Linked DNA regions of Mus musculus: region 1 is linked to region 2. A link is a contact called in public HiChIP or PLAC-seq data. All regions are on one chromosome and are shown on one strand. Each heading gives the region's core, a stretch centred on a gene start, on an enhancer-like site or on the middle of the called end of the contact. The rest is flanking DNA. Distances are from core to core; before and after follow the strand shown. Region 1 has its middle 130 kb from the start of Gm36372. Region 2 overlaps Gm36235 (a long non-coding RNA gene).

The links. HiChIP or PLAC-seq counts read pairs in DNA pulled down with a chosen protein or histone mark.
Region 1: a contact with region 2 is called in an H3K27ac HiChIP or PLAC-seq map of embryonic fibroblasts, with 3 times the contacts expected there. The contact joins two enhancer-like sites. A contact is called at or near these places in 3 of 115 datasets of contacts at active chromatin or transcription factors (the NIH/3T3 cell line, embryonic fibroblasts and embryonic stem cells).

What each region holds. Positions count from the first base shown.
Region 1 is chr12:16,357,570-16,360,328 of GRCm38.p6, forward strand. No RefSeq gene overlaps it. Among named protein-coding and RNA genes, the nearest start is that of Gm36372, 130 kb to the left of the region's middle. Within about 2 kb of position 1,437, at least 21 of the 459 cell types and tissues checked have an H3K27ac peak or open chromatin away from gene starts, as enhancers often do. A contact at or near this core is called in the NIH/3T3 cell line and embryonic fibroblasts, where this site is marked.
Region 2 is chr12:16,005,613-16,008,312 of GRCm38.p6, forward strand. Gm36235 (a long non-coding RNA gene) reads right to left here. Exons shown (of 8, transcript XR_872507.1): 2 at 1,525-1,630. Among named protein-coding and RNA genes, the nearest start is that of Gm36235, 8.6 kb to the right of the region's middle. Within about 2 kb of position 1,274, at least 73 of the 459 cell types and tissues checked have an H3K27ac peak or open chromatin away from gene starts, as enhancers often do. A contact at or near this core is called in the NIH/3T3 cell line and embryonic fibroblasts, where this site is marked.

The DNA of each region.
Region 1 (2,759 bases), core at 187-2,686, 350 kb after region 2:
CCAGGTGGGACTTTCAGTTGAAGGAGGTGAACATCAACCCACCCACAAAACCTTCAACTCAAAATGTGCCCGGCCTGCAAGATGCGTAAGGATAAAAATGGAGCAGAGATTGAGGGAACAGCCAACCAGTGACTGGCCCAACTTGAGATCCATCCCATGGAAGAGAGTTAACCCCTGATAATATTAATGATACTTTGCTATGCTTACAGATAGGAGTCTAGCATAACTGTCTCCCCAGAGGCTTCATCCAGCTGTGGATGCAAACAGATGCAGAGACTCTATCAGGTGGAGCTCAGGGAGTGTGGAGGAATGGGAGATAGGATTGAGTGAGCCAGAGGAGTCAAGGACACCACAGGAAGACCTACAAAGTCAAATAACCTGGGCCTATGGGGCTTCACAGAAACTGAATCACCAAGCAAAGAGCATATGTGGCTGGACCTAGCCACCACCCTCACATTTGTAGCAGATGTGCATCTTGGTCTTCATAATGGATTCCCTAGCAATTAGAGCAGGGATTGTCTCTGACTCTGTTCCCTGCCATTAGATTCCCTTCCCCTAGCTGGACTGACTAGTGGGAGAGGATGCACATAGTCCTGCTGCAACTTGATATACCAGAGCAGGTGGATACCCAAGGGGGCTTCCCTTTTTCTGAGAAGGGAAAGGGAGTAATTGGGAAGGAAATTTGTGAGCATGGGACTGGAAGGGGAGGGAGGCCAAAACTGGGATATAAAGTGAATAAATACATAAATGAGTAGGGGGAAAAGAGTATTCTTTAATTTATTTAGTAAATATTTACTGAGGAACTTTCTGCAACAGGCAAAATCTACATTATGGTCTTTAACCCTCCCTCCCCAAATAACAAGCCTGGATATATCAATTCACGTGAGAAGGAAACAGTTTCAAAGAAGTTGAATGAAAGAGAGAGAGAGAGAGAGAGAGAGAGAGAGAGAGAGAGAGAGAGAGAGAAAGGAGGGAGGGAGGGAGGAAGGAAGGAAAGGAAGGGAAAGGAAAGGAAAGGAAAGGAAAGGAAAGGAAAGGAAAGGAAAGGAAAGGAAAGGAAAGGAAAGGAAAGGAAAGGAAAGGAAAGGAAAAGAAAAGAAAAGAAAAGAAAAGAAAAGAAAAGAAAAGAAAAGAAAAGAAAAGAAAAGAAAAGAAAAGAAAGGAGAAAGGAACAAAGGAAGAAAGAAAGCACCAACAGCACTCAGCTAGCACATTCAGCACCATAGTTTAAATCCCTGCCCCTCTGACTCCAAACCTGTACTGACTGCCCTGAATTGATCTTCTTGTGCACACTGCCTTTGTTTTCTCCCTTCCTCTATCCCTTCCACTTTCTGCCTCTTTAAAAACTAATCTGAGGGCATAATATATTCAAACACAGAGGAGAACAAAGGCCCCTTCTTGGAAGGCTAAGGCATGGCATCTTAATTGAAACAAGATAATCCAAACATTTGCTTCACTCAACGTTTACAAATTCCATTTCATTGACTTATATTTTCACAACTGACTGTCATGTCAAAGTTATTTTATTTTCACAGAAGTTAGGAAAATACAAAGAGGGAAAGTTTTAGAACAAAGTGGCTTACAACACAGTTCAACCCTCTCTTCTTGATGTTGTAAGATTTGGGATGTTTCTAAGACACAATACTCAGGCCATTTGACACCATTTCCCATGAGATGCTGGTCCCTGGGCTGGACCCCTCAGATGTCCTGGATTGCTGGGAACTATTACTCTGGTTTCCAAAACCCCATTCCTTTGTCCAGCCATGATATCATCTCCTAGAAGGACCCTTCTTGCAAGATCAGAAAGAAACACCAGCAGGGACTGTCTTCAACATCCAGCCACAGTGCCAGAAAAGGGGCAGAGAACCCCCACTACCAAAGCTAAATTTTTTCCTCATAGATATGATTCCAATTCAAAATAAATGCAGCATTTCAGGGCCCTTTCTACATAGTACAAAGGCAGCATTTTGATAGGGGGATAAAAGTAAAGAGCTGTAGTATACATCCAGCCTAGGGCTCATCATCCTCTGATGTTAGGATGATATGGAGGAAGCCAAGAACTCTGGAATCAATAGAGTGGGCTTCTGCCACAAGCTCCATCCCTTGAACTGAAAATTCCTGTAGTTGAGATTTGTTATTCAAGAACTGGGTATTACTACCTCTATATCTTTTGCTTTAAGGGTTTGGCTATGACTCTTGTGACTTCACACATATGCAACCATCTGAAAGGCTGATTGGAGCTTGTGTTAGTTAGGTTTTTACTGCTGTGAACAGACACCACGACCAAAGCAACTCTTAAAAAGTACATTTAAGCCGGGCAGTGGTGGCGCAGGCCTTTAATCCCAGCACTTAGGAGACAGAGGCAGACGGATTTCTGAGTTCGAGGCCAACCTGGTCTACAGAGTGAGTTCCAGGATAGCCAGGGCTACACAGAGAAACACTGTATTGAAAAACCAAAAAAAAAAAAAAGTACATTCAATTGGGGCTGGCATACAGGTTTAGAAGTTTAGTCAATTATCATCAAGGAAGGAGCATGGTAACATCCAGGCAGGTGTGGTACAGGAGGAGTTGAGAGTTTTACATCTTCATCTAGAGGCTACTAGCAGAATATTGACTTCCAGGCAACTAGAATGAAAGTCTTATAGTCCACAGTGACACACCTATTCCAACAGGGCCAAAACTTCTAATCCTGCCATTCCCTGGGCAGAGCATATACAAACCATCACAGAGCTTCTGGGAAGGCTGCTCCTAAATTGTTG
Region 2 (2,700 bases), core at 24-2,523:
GGACACTGATTCTCTCTTGGAATCTCAGCACTTGGAAGATCAAGGAGGATGGGTCATGAGTTCAAGGCCAGCTTGGGCTGGACAGTGAGATTTTGTGTCAAAGGTAAGTAATAATCTCACTTCCCAGTAGCTTCGCATAGAAAACCTTTCCCCTTGTGGCAATTTGCCCGTAATACAGACAAATTTAGTACATGATTCACCCCCAGCCCTCCTAGGAGATTAATTCTGGCAAAGTTTCCTATGTTGGTTAGTTTTAATTGTCAACTTGACACAACTTAGAATTATCTGGGGAGACAGTCTTCATGAGCAATTGTATAGATCAGGTTGGACTCTAGGCACATCTGTAGGGGGTCTTGGCTGCTAATTGATATAGAAAGACCCACTCTGGATGTGGGTGACATCATTTCATAGGCTGGACCCTGCACTGTGTGACAGTAAAGAAAGTAGCAGCTGACCATACAAAAGCAAGCTCTTGACTACACGTGGTGGGGCCAGCCAACTAATATGCCTGCTTCCATGATTACTTTGAAATTACTGAACATAACCTGAAATTGTAAATTAAAATAAAACTCTTCTTTCTCTAAGTTGCTTTTAGTCAGGGAACATTATCACAGTGACAGAAATAAAACTAGAATACCCCCTTTACAGGGTTAGACATGAAAAAGAGGCTAAGATTATTGCTCGCTCTCTCACTGATTCAGGCTTTGGAGTTGATCGTTCCATTTTGTCAAGGAGACTGGACAGAAAGGAAAGAGGCAACAACTTGAGAGCATGTCTTTTCAATTGTTTGCGAGCAGTGTGGAAGGAAAAGATCTTGCCACAGTGAGTTGGAGGTTTAGCAATGAATCTTTGAGGCTGAATGTCCTGTGGTTTGGTGGTGTGATTTTTTTTTTCAGTTCTTCAGTTGTAGCCCTGGGATCTGGCATCTCTGCCCTAGAACATTCTTCTCAATAACATGGGTCTATGCTATTCAAAGCATACTTCTAAGATACCTAACAAATGTCTCTGGGCCTTAGCACCATTAGCTGTGTGGCGAGTGAGGTCCGAATCAGTAGACTTAAATGCCATTCCCACCTTGGTGAGCGTCCCTCTATGAATTCAACTCTGTGTGCCTGCATGTGTCCCAGTGCCCTCTGGTTTCTTGATGGATGTCACAAGAGAAATTCTCTCACTATAGCGGAGGGAGGATCCTTGCTTGACGTGTTACCCTTCAAAGTTGTTTCCAAGCCAAAGATTTTTGAGATGACTTTGTGGCGAGGAAGACCATGAGTCATGCTGAGCTTACTAATTCTATTTCTGGAAACCGTGGGAGGTGGTGTGATGTTGTGGAGAACAACAGAGCACTGCAGACACCCTGGTCTGGGATTGGATCTTGATTGAAGCTCACCAGCCTTGTGGGACTGAAGTAGTACTCTGACTCTGGACCTCACTCCCTTTCCCTGTGAAATGGGTTGTTGAGTTGTTAAAAAGACTCATAATACAGCATCAGGACACTATATGCTACATGGACAGGACAGAACATACCTTCTGGAACATACTGCCAGGAAGTATAATAGTCTTGAAGCTTCACAGACACTGAAGGTGTAGGACACCATATTGTTTTCAACTTCAGTGTTGCCTTCTAGTAACACTGTAAGAACGTAATTATATACTCTCCTTAATGGTCAAAGATACCCAATACATTATCCAGAAAATAATTGTTTCAATTATACCATTTAACCCTCATTCTCTCACATCTAACATAGAAATAATAACAGCTTCATTGTTTGCTGAAGTTAAAAGAAATTGTAAGTAAACTTGTTGAATTTGAATAGGGTTTAAATGCATCTATCCTTTTAGAGATCGGATAGGTGCTGTGTGATGACTCTGCTGTATGCCACATGAGCTCTGTCTATAAAAATGCTAACTAGTATGTATTGAATTCTTCTGTGGTCCAGGGGTTAACAAGATATTCTATACATTTTTCAAAGCAACATCCTGAGAAGGCTCCATTGCTTTAATTTTGAAAATGAGGAATGTGTTCTTTAGATAGTTAAAGGAACCTTCCCAATTCCCCTGGATACCATTCTGGGTCTCCAGCCACAAAGTCTGTGACTTCCCCAATACATGAGCCTTGGCTCTTGTTCTTCATTACTGCATAGACAGCCATGCAGGACTCCTGTCCTTGGGAAGAACATCGTGATTGGATAGAAAGGTCTTGAGGCTGATTCTTTCCGTTGGGGTGGAGATGTAGTACCTGCCCAGGCTGAGCTTCCCCTAAAGTCAGTCACAGAGCTAGAGATGGAGAATTGGGCATTAAATTCCTTTTGTCTTAATGCAATACCTAACAGGAAGGAGAGGAGGAAAGCACATCATGGCCAAACAAGAGGAGTGGCATTTCCAGAGCAGAACAAGTTTGAAAAGAGAATCCCAAGCCCTACAAAACCAAAGAAAGTTTTTGATATAAAGCAAACCATGGCTGCCATGCTATATTTGCCCCTGCATATGTGAAACCACCATTTACAGAGGACAGTTAAAATATTTCCAAGCCCTGTCATCTGTTTTCTTTTCCTTGGACTATTGATAGTTCTTTTGACAACTCTGGGACCCACTGACTTAAGACTAGTGGCCCTGGAGAATTATTATTGGTGAACCTCAAACCAGATACCTTATGTGGAAGTAGTCACCAGGGGAGGGATGGGTGGCATCTACATGCCAAGG